Linked DNA regions of Mus musculus: region 2 is linked to region 1. Evidence: chromatin contacts called from public HiChIP or PLAC-seq data. All regions are on one chromosome and are shown on one strand. The core of a region is the stretch at or near the end of the contact, and the rest is flanking DNA. Distances in the headings are between cores, read along the strand shown.

Region 1 (3,753 bases), core at 529-3,028:
CCGCTTGGTTTTAACGAGCATGTAGAAAACAGCGGATGAAAAGCAGCCATAACCTCAGAGTCATCTGAAGGTGCACCACAGGCCAGTTGTCAGTACACTCCCGTAACGGCCCACCCACTCGTTCATCAGACCATCGACTGGACAGCGGCTGCTCACTGTCTTTAAGAGGTGCGACCTCCTGCTCCTGTAGGAAACAGAATTAGCTTTAGAATAAAATCAGCATGGGTGGAGAGGAAGAGGAAGATCTCATGGGGTAGAGATTCTTCAAGGGGAAAAAATGTTCTAATGACAGTTGTACAGCTCTGTGTGTGTGTGTGTGTGTGTGTGTGTGTGCTGAACAAATGAATGAGCTATGCATGCATATTTTACATAAGTGAGCTTTACGGTATGAGGATTTAATGGAGGGCTATTGGTGGGAGAAGATAACAATATTATAATGATATTGACCGTAGTACTGCTAATCACCCGGTGATGGGCAGTACTGAAGTTGTCAGCATCAGTTCATGAGATAGTCCTGAGAACACGGGGCCTCTAGGACCTGGAATTAGCATTCGTGCTCCTGAACCTGCAACAATGCTCAAGCCCGGTGATATTCATCCTTCTTTAACTCTGAGTTACAAAAAGTTACACATGTATCAAAAGAGCTTTAGTGCTCTTTGTTATAATAATGTATCACCTAGTAGTTAAATGTATCTTTCCTAAAACCTGAACGTTTTTCTGTCTAACCACAGTACAGCTATCAGCATTGAGAAAATGTCAGTATTGCTACTGTCCACTCCTCAGGTCCCATCCAGGAGTCACCAGTGCTTCAGTCACTGGTAGCCTGTGGTGGTTTGAATAAGAATGATCCCGATAGTAGTTATGTCTTTGAATTCTTAGCCACCAGGGAGTGGAACTCTTCAAAAGGATTAGAAGGAATAGGAGGTGTGGCCTTGTTGGAGGAAGTATGTTGCCTGTGGTGGGCTTTGAGGTTTCAAAAACCCATGCTAGGCCCAGACTTGCTTTCCCCTCTGCCTATGGATGAAGATGTAGCTCCCAACTAACATTCTATCACCTGCCAGCATGCAGCCATGCCTCCTGCCATGGGGATAAGGGACTAAACCCCGGAAACTGTAAGCAAGACCCCATTAATTAAATACTTTATCTTATCATGATGTCTCTTCACACAGTGGAGCACTGACCAGAGACACGGCCTATGTCTAGTGTAAAACCCCGGGCTGTTTCCGTTTTCTTTAAACAGTTTCTCAATCTTTCCTTGACTATGCTTGACCCTCGGTGGAGATCATTTTACAGTGCATTTTGGAGTCTCCCTCCATTTGGATCTATCCAATGTCTCTTCCTGATCAACACCAGCTATTTATTGTCATTATCAATGGCAATATCTGCTTTGCAATCAGTCTTAGGCCTTGTTCTTCTCACTGCATCCTCTCTCAGATTTGAGAGTCCTTTCTACAGGCCTCCGGGGTCTGTGGGCGTGGCCTTGTGGTGAGTGTCCTTTCTACAGGCATCCGGTGGTCTGTGGACGTGGCCTTGTGGTGAGTGTCCTTTCTACAGGCCTCCGGGGTCTGTGGGCGTGGCCTTGTGGTGAGTGTCCTTTCTACAGGCATCCGGTGGTCTGTGGGCGTGGCCTTGTGGTGAGTGTCCTTTCTACAGGCATCCGGTGGTCTGTGGGCGTGGCCTTGTGGTGAGTGTCCTTTCTACAGGCATCCGGTGGTCTGTGGACGTGGCCTTGTGTGGCATGAGGAGTTGCAGTCTTGTTTGTATTTTTCTGCCCTCACCATTTTTTCCCTCAGAGTTGTGGTTCCTTTCATGTAGAGTTACATGTAGAGGCTGCAGTCTCTTTGGGCCTGTTTGTGGCTGTCACGGTGTGACTTTTCCCAGGCTTCTCAGGACGTGCGTGTGATCTTTATTTTTCTGTATATTGAAGATTGCAAGTGTCCACTAAAAGCTTCAAGTCTGGGTTTCCATGCTCCTTTCTTCCCTTCCAAGTTTATGACTCTTCTCTAAGTAGATGAGGCACCTACTTTCCACCATCCTTAAGAGGGTTACTCTATGAATTTTGTTTTGTTTCTTTTATACAACAAGTCTCCTGCCTCACCTGCTCCCCATTCCTAGTGCGGATTCCTTTCTCCCCTCCCAACTTGGTCCTCAGCGCCATAGCTGGGCTGGCTCCTGGCCATGGGCTGCTCACCCTGCTGATGCTGCCTCACTGTGTGCTATGCCGTTTCCACACCTGAGCCTCCCCCCTCCCCCCACTCTACCTGGGTACCGGACCCTCTAGGCAGGGTTACCACCGCTGTGTGCACTTGCTTTTCCCACTCGGGCTCAGGCGGGGTCCCCACACCTGCCACATCTGAAACACCAGGCCATGCAGCCTCTCTGTATATGTCTTCCCTACCATGCTTGGGACTGCCCTATACTGCGCCAACATGTCTGTCCCCTTCCTGAATAGCTCTACACTCCTCCTGAATATGGGTGGATTCTGACTCCACTGCATCCTAGATGACCCGTTTAGGCACATTTTGACTCCCCTTTTGCCTCAGATGTAGATAGGTCCCTTGCTCTGCTCACCCCCTCGCCCAAATGTCTTTAGAACAAAGTACTCAGCAAAGGAAAGGGAAGCAAGAGAAAGAGAAAGAGAAAGGAGAGCCAACGATGTCTTAGCTTGCCTTGTCTTTGTCACCTACTTGGCTGACACTTGTGAGTGAAGAGGCCACATTTTCCCTCCACCCTTTGTCATCTCCTAAGAGTGTCTGACACAAAGGAGGAACTCAGTAAATACTTACTAACCTAGCATCAGCCAGGCAGAAAGTAAGAACTTAACATAGTCCCAGACTTCACAGGTGAAATCTTTTGCCCTTCATTCCCATAGAGGATAGGTATCAACAGCAGAGCAGCCAGCTGTCCCCCCAAAGAGGATGCGCTTGTAAAGGAATCCAACAAAGGGACCTTTCACCGTACAGCCTGCATGGAGCCTTCTACAGACGTCATGCTGATCATGGGGACAGAGCTGTGGATTTATTTTCAAGTCATAAGCTTGAGAATAGCGACATAAAATACACAGCGCTTACCTCTTAGTATCGTAGATCAGAACTACGCCCTATTTGAGAAGCACAGTTGAGTACATTAGCTTCTATATATGCTCAGTCTTATAGCCATTCCCAAAAGTGATTACAGAAGACGATGCCTCAAGAAGTATTATATCACAATAGCCAATCAGGAGCAGGGATTATATCAATAGAAGCAGTCAAGGTAAAGAGTCCTCTAATTTTGAGGCTCCTGCTCTTAGTTCTTGCTATTGGCAGGGACTAACTTTCATCTGCTTGTCTCCTTCCTGAGAATTTTGTTCATCTCTCCAAGATTAACAACTACACAAGATCACCTATATAGTTTATGGGGCATGGTGAAAATGAAAATTTACAGCTACTTACCCAAAAAGTTTTTTTTTAAAGGAAAGATAAATGAAGGAAGGGAGGGAGGGAGGGAGGGAGGGAGGGAGGGAGGGAGGGAAAGAAGATGTTGTCCTTTAATACCTGTGCACTGTGGCATTTTTTATCTTTCTTTATTCTCTCTTTAGCCTTATGGCATTTTTATTTTCTGTGGGGTTTTGCCTTTCCTCAGACAGGTAAACATACCCAAGAGTTGTGAATCTTTGTATCTAGATCACCTATGGCTGGGAGGACAGGAATAGGAACACACACTGCCTCCTACTTGTGATGGCTCTGCTTCCCCTCCTACCTGTGATGGTTCTCC
Region 2 (3,753 bases), core at 546-3,045, 70 kb after region 1:
ACTGGGTTCTCTAGAACAGTTTAGTTATGTCATAGAAAAGTGTGTGTGTGTGTGTGTGTGTGTGTGTGTGTGTGTGTGTGTGTTCTGGGCCTTCTAGAAATATATGAAAGTAATATCTTCTACTGAAGATGAGGACCATGGCATTTCTATTCCTTCAGAAATGCCCCTAACATTAGGAAAGAAGTGGCTTGCTTAGCCACCAATATTAAAAGAAATCTAATACTGCATTCTGGCCATAGTGAGAAGCTTCCTACGTTAACACTTAAAACCATAGAACCTTCCCATAAATCACAGCCCAGAAACAAGGGTGGCCACCCACTGAAGGGTCATTTACCTTCTAAGCACCTCTTAAGCCTTCAGCCTTTGTCCTGGGTTCACCTAGACAAGTCTCCCCTGGAGGGTGAGGTTGTTGGTGCGCATCCAGAATTTAGCCTTTCTGGTGACAGACATCACATTCTACCGAATGTTCCTAACAAATAGTTTGGTGACTTGGACACCAAGAAGCTATCTGAACAAACAGGAAACACTTGACCGGCAGAAGTGGCCTTGGACCTCAGTGTCTGTAAAGTCTAGGCTTTTTTTGTGGATAAATGAAATTCATAATCTTCCAAGGGGCTTTAATTGAATATTTGGAAGTCTGTATGAAAATAATCAACTAAGTCAGAGTAAACACAGCTAGACTAAACAGTGTACGTCTTCAAAGGGAGCAGCCTAATTAAAAAGATGTATTGTCCTTCCTGGATGCAGCCGTCCGTGCTGTTTTTAGTATTGTGCCATTGGGAAATACAACTGTTTCTGAGCAAATAATTTAAACTCCCATGCTGGGGCTTAAGTGTGGTTCCCCTCCCCTTTCTCTTCGTGCTTGTTCAGGGATAAAGCCTTGCGAATTCTTCAGGCACCAATCAGATTTATCATCCTGTGCCTTTTGATGACATCCATCTGTTTATCTGAGAAGCCATTAAAGACTTATTGAGTTACAGAGTATGGAGAAAATTGGCTTATCATCTATGGTTAAATCCAATCCTTGCATCTGCCATCTTCTCAGCATATGTGGTATATTCTGAAATTACCCTGACTTGCAGACCCGCAGTACAAGCATACATTCACTTCATAGCCTTTTTCATGCCGTTTCTGGAGAATTTCTAATGCATGAGCAATTTGTAGTCCTGGAAAATGTTGACAGAGAGATGTCAGTGCTTTCTCTTGTTAAAAGTTCAAAACCTAATAGGGACTGCGTCAGCTTGTAAGGCGAATTCGGAAATGGGCGCTGCTCAGTCCTGAGGCTTGTTAGGATTTAGACAAGCTCGCTCAATGCAAAATTCAACTCTAAGGTCACAAAAGGTAGAACTGTGTTAATCTGAAGATAAAGATACATTCATATCAAGTCAGGATTCAAACAGACAAAGTGATAGCTCATCACAAACGGAGTTAAATAAACACCGGCAGGGAAGCCGATAAGACAGAGCAGCCAGTGTTGCTGGGGATGGCTAGCCAGGACTTCAGGGCTTATCTCACTAGTGGAGCAGCCTGAGATGCTAAAAGTCCTGTTTCCTGAGCTGGCCGAGGAAGCAATGCCTGTGGGTCAAGAACTAATTGAAATAAAGTGAATATTCGCAGTTTCCTGTAGATATTGTTACATCCTGACTGCAGGAACCCCGAGGAAGCAACAGTAAATCAGCAGCTACTTCACTCTGCCAACTTTTCACGAGTTTGTCAGATAAATAGTGACACACCAACACTTCCTCCGTTTACATATGTAAATCAGGCTGGTTGGTTTGCATATGTAAATCAGGCTGGACTTCTGGGGAGCCTAGACTTTGTGGGAGTTTTCAGGTTACACCATAGCTGCTCCTCCCTGAAGGCTAGCCGTGAACGCTGTTTATCAGCCATTTAAAGAATATCCTTCTGCTCGAATTTAACTGTGTGCTCTCATAGCTTTCCTCTGTGGACGATAAGTACCCTGAGATAGGAGACAATACCCATAGAACAGCGAGCGTAATCAACTGAAGCCTGCATTCCTGTTACGGCTGGCTTCAGAATGGTATTCCTTCATCTTGCTTGGCTGTAACCTTCACACAGCCTTGGTGTGCACTGTCAGCAAGCGTGCTGTTTTGTAAGTCATGGGCAATGCCACACAATCAGAGAAAGCCACTGCCAAGGCAAGATGTAGACCCCAAAGCACCAGAGAGTAGGAGAGTCTCCTGGGTGTGTTTTTAAATTCCTCTGCAAGATAAATGTGAACAGGGTTGAAAACAAGCCAAGCCCTCCTTTGCGGTCGGGAGTCACAAGATCCGTGATTTGAGAACTATGCTCTTTCTTCCAGTACCACCCACACCCACCCACCAACCACACCCTCTCATGTGCCAGCCCTGAGATTCTATGAGGAACCAACTTACTCCTTTTATTCAGGCTTCATTTTGACAAGTCGGTAAATACTGTTTCTTAGACGTGTGCCCTGGGATGGCTTCTGACATTTTGTTGATCAGAGTTTGGCCTGTGATCCACTCTGCTAAGCATTATGAGTTTTTGTTATCTGTGGCCCTCACTTCTCAGTGGTTACTGGCCCCCACGGACAAGGGGAGCAAGAGGGAGGTAGGGGGATCGGCTTCAGCGAGACAACTCAACCTTATTTGGGGTGAACAAGGGCCATACAGATCTTGGGGAGTGGGTGGGAATTTCCAGGGTGGATATACATTATTGGCTAGGGTGGAAATGGTTATCAGGAGAGAGGAAGATGAAACTGTAATCTGATCATAGGCTAAGTGACTTTCTTCAGATTTTTGGGGGGGGGGGCTGGGGTGGGAGTGGCTACAGGAGGGAAGGGCTGATTGGTCATGACACACTACCTAATTATCATACTTGGGAAGGGCTTAGCAGGACTTCTGTGCTGAATCATGCAGCTTGTGCAGGAAGCTCTGTACAGGGTCATCTTCTAGATAAGGTCAGACATCCGTGCTCAGAGATGCTCTCCAAGTAAGGTCAGGCAAGGAAGAGGAAGCCCCTCTAAGCAAGGGAGTCCTCCATTTTGTGCAGATCTCAGAGAGCTTATTCGGGCAGCATAATAGCAGGATCAAAACATCTGATGGGTGGGCACACACAGAAATATGCAAACATTTAATTTAATGATTGTGTTCATTTTAGTTTTATTTAAGAAAAAATATTAAAGGATTTTCAGTAATTTCATGATCAGTTAAGGGTACTAAGTCAGATGCAGAGAGCTTCAAGGCTGGCTAATAATACACCTCACTTCTGTGGACCACGGGGAGTTACTAGAGCAACAGTGTCAGAGGATAAAATGGAACAATGTAACATTGCCCCAAGGCGGGCATCCCACAGTTCTTCCAGTCTTCCTGTCTGCGTCCTCTGTGCCAACTCAGCGCCACACTGCTCCGGTAGAAGCTAAAGCTCTCTCCCACTGTGACTTCAGACGATCTGTTGATCGGCTGTGATTCACCATGTTGATGACACCCTCCCAGCAGAGTCGGAGGGCAGAAGAACCTTGCTGTTGTGGGCTGAGCATTTCCAAGCTTACAGGGACTGTCCTATTGAAAACTTATATTCCCATATCCTTCAACTTTGGGAGAGCCTGTCTCATGCAAGGAGGCTCTCTTTCCCTAGTGTCCTCCAGCCTTTGTCTTTCTTGAGTGCCATTTGGTACTGACTAGAGAAATTGGGAATATGGTGATTATCCTTAAACACATCTCCGAGAGAGCATTTCCCAAATATCAGGCACTGTTGAAGGAGGAAATCAGC

The links. HiChIP or PLAC-seq counts read pairs in DNA pulled down with a chosen protein or histone mark.
Region 2: a CTCF HiChIP or PLAC-seq map of the NIH/3T3 cell line shows a contact between it and region 1, with 13 read pairs. The contact joins two enhancer-like sites. A contact is called at or near these places in 1 of 39 promoter capture datasets (liver), 2 of 15 datasets of contacts at CTCF or cohesin (the NIH/3T3 cell line and pro-B cells), 6 of 484 Hi-C or Micro-C datasets (the F1.1 cell line, the HPC-7 cell line, Th1 cells and 2 more), 1 of 115 datasets of contacts at active chromatin or transcription factors (embryonic fibroblasts) and 1 of 9 other capture datasets (embryonic stem cells).

The regions. Positions count from the first base shown.
Region 1 is chr19:57,992,888-57,996,640 of GRCm38.p6, forward strand. The region is part of intron 27 of Atrnl1 (attractin like 1); the gene reads left to right. Among named protein-coding and RNA genes, the nearest start is that of Gm32980, 49 kb to the right of the region's middle. Within about 2 kb of position 1,779, at least 40 of the 459 cell types and tissues checked have an H3K27ac peak or open chromatin away from gene starts, as enhancers often do.
Region 2 is chr19:58,062,801-58,066,553 of GRCm38.p6, forward strand. All of the region lies in intron 28 of Atrnl1 (attractin like 1), which reads left to right. Among named protein-coding and RNA genes, the nearest start is that of Mir5623, 14 kb to the left of the region's middle. Within about 2 kb of position 1,796, at least 44 of the 459 cell types and tissues checked have an H3K27ac peak or open chromatin away from gene starts, as enhancers often do.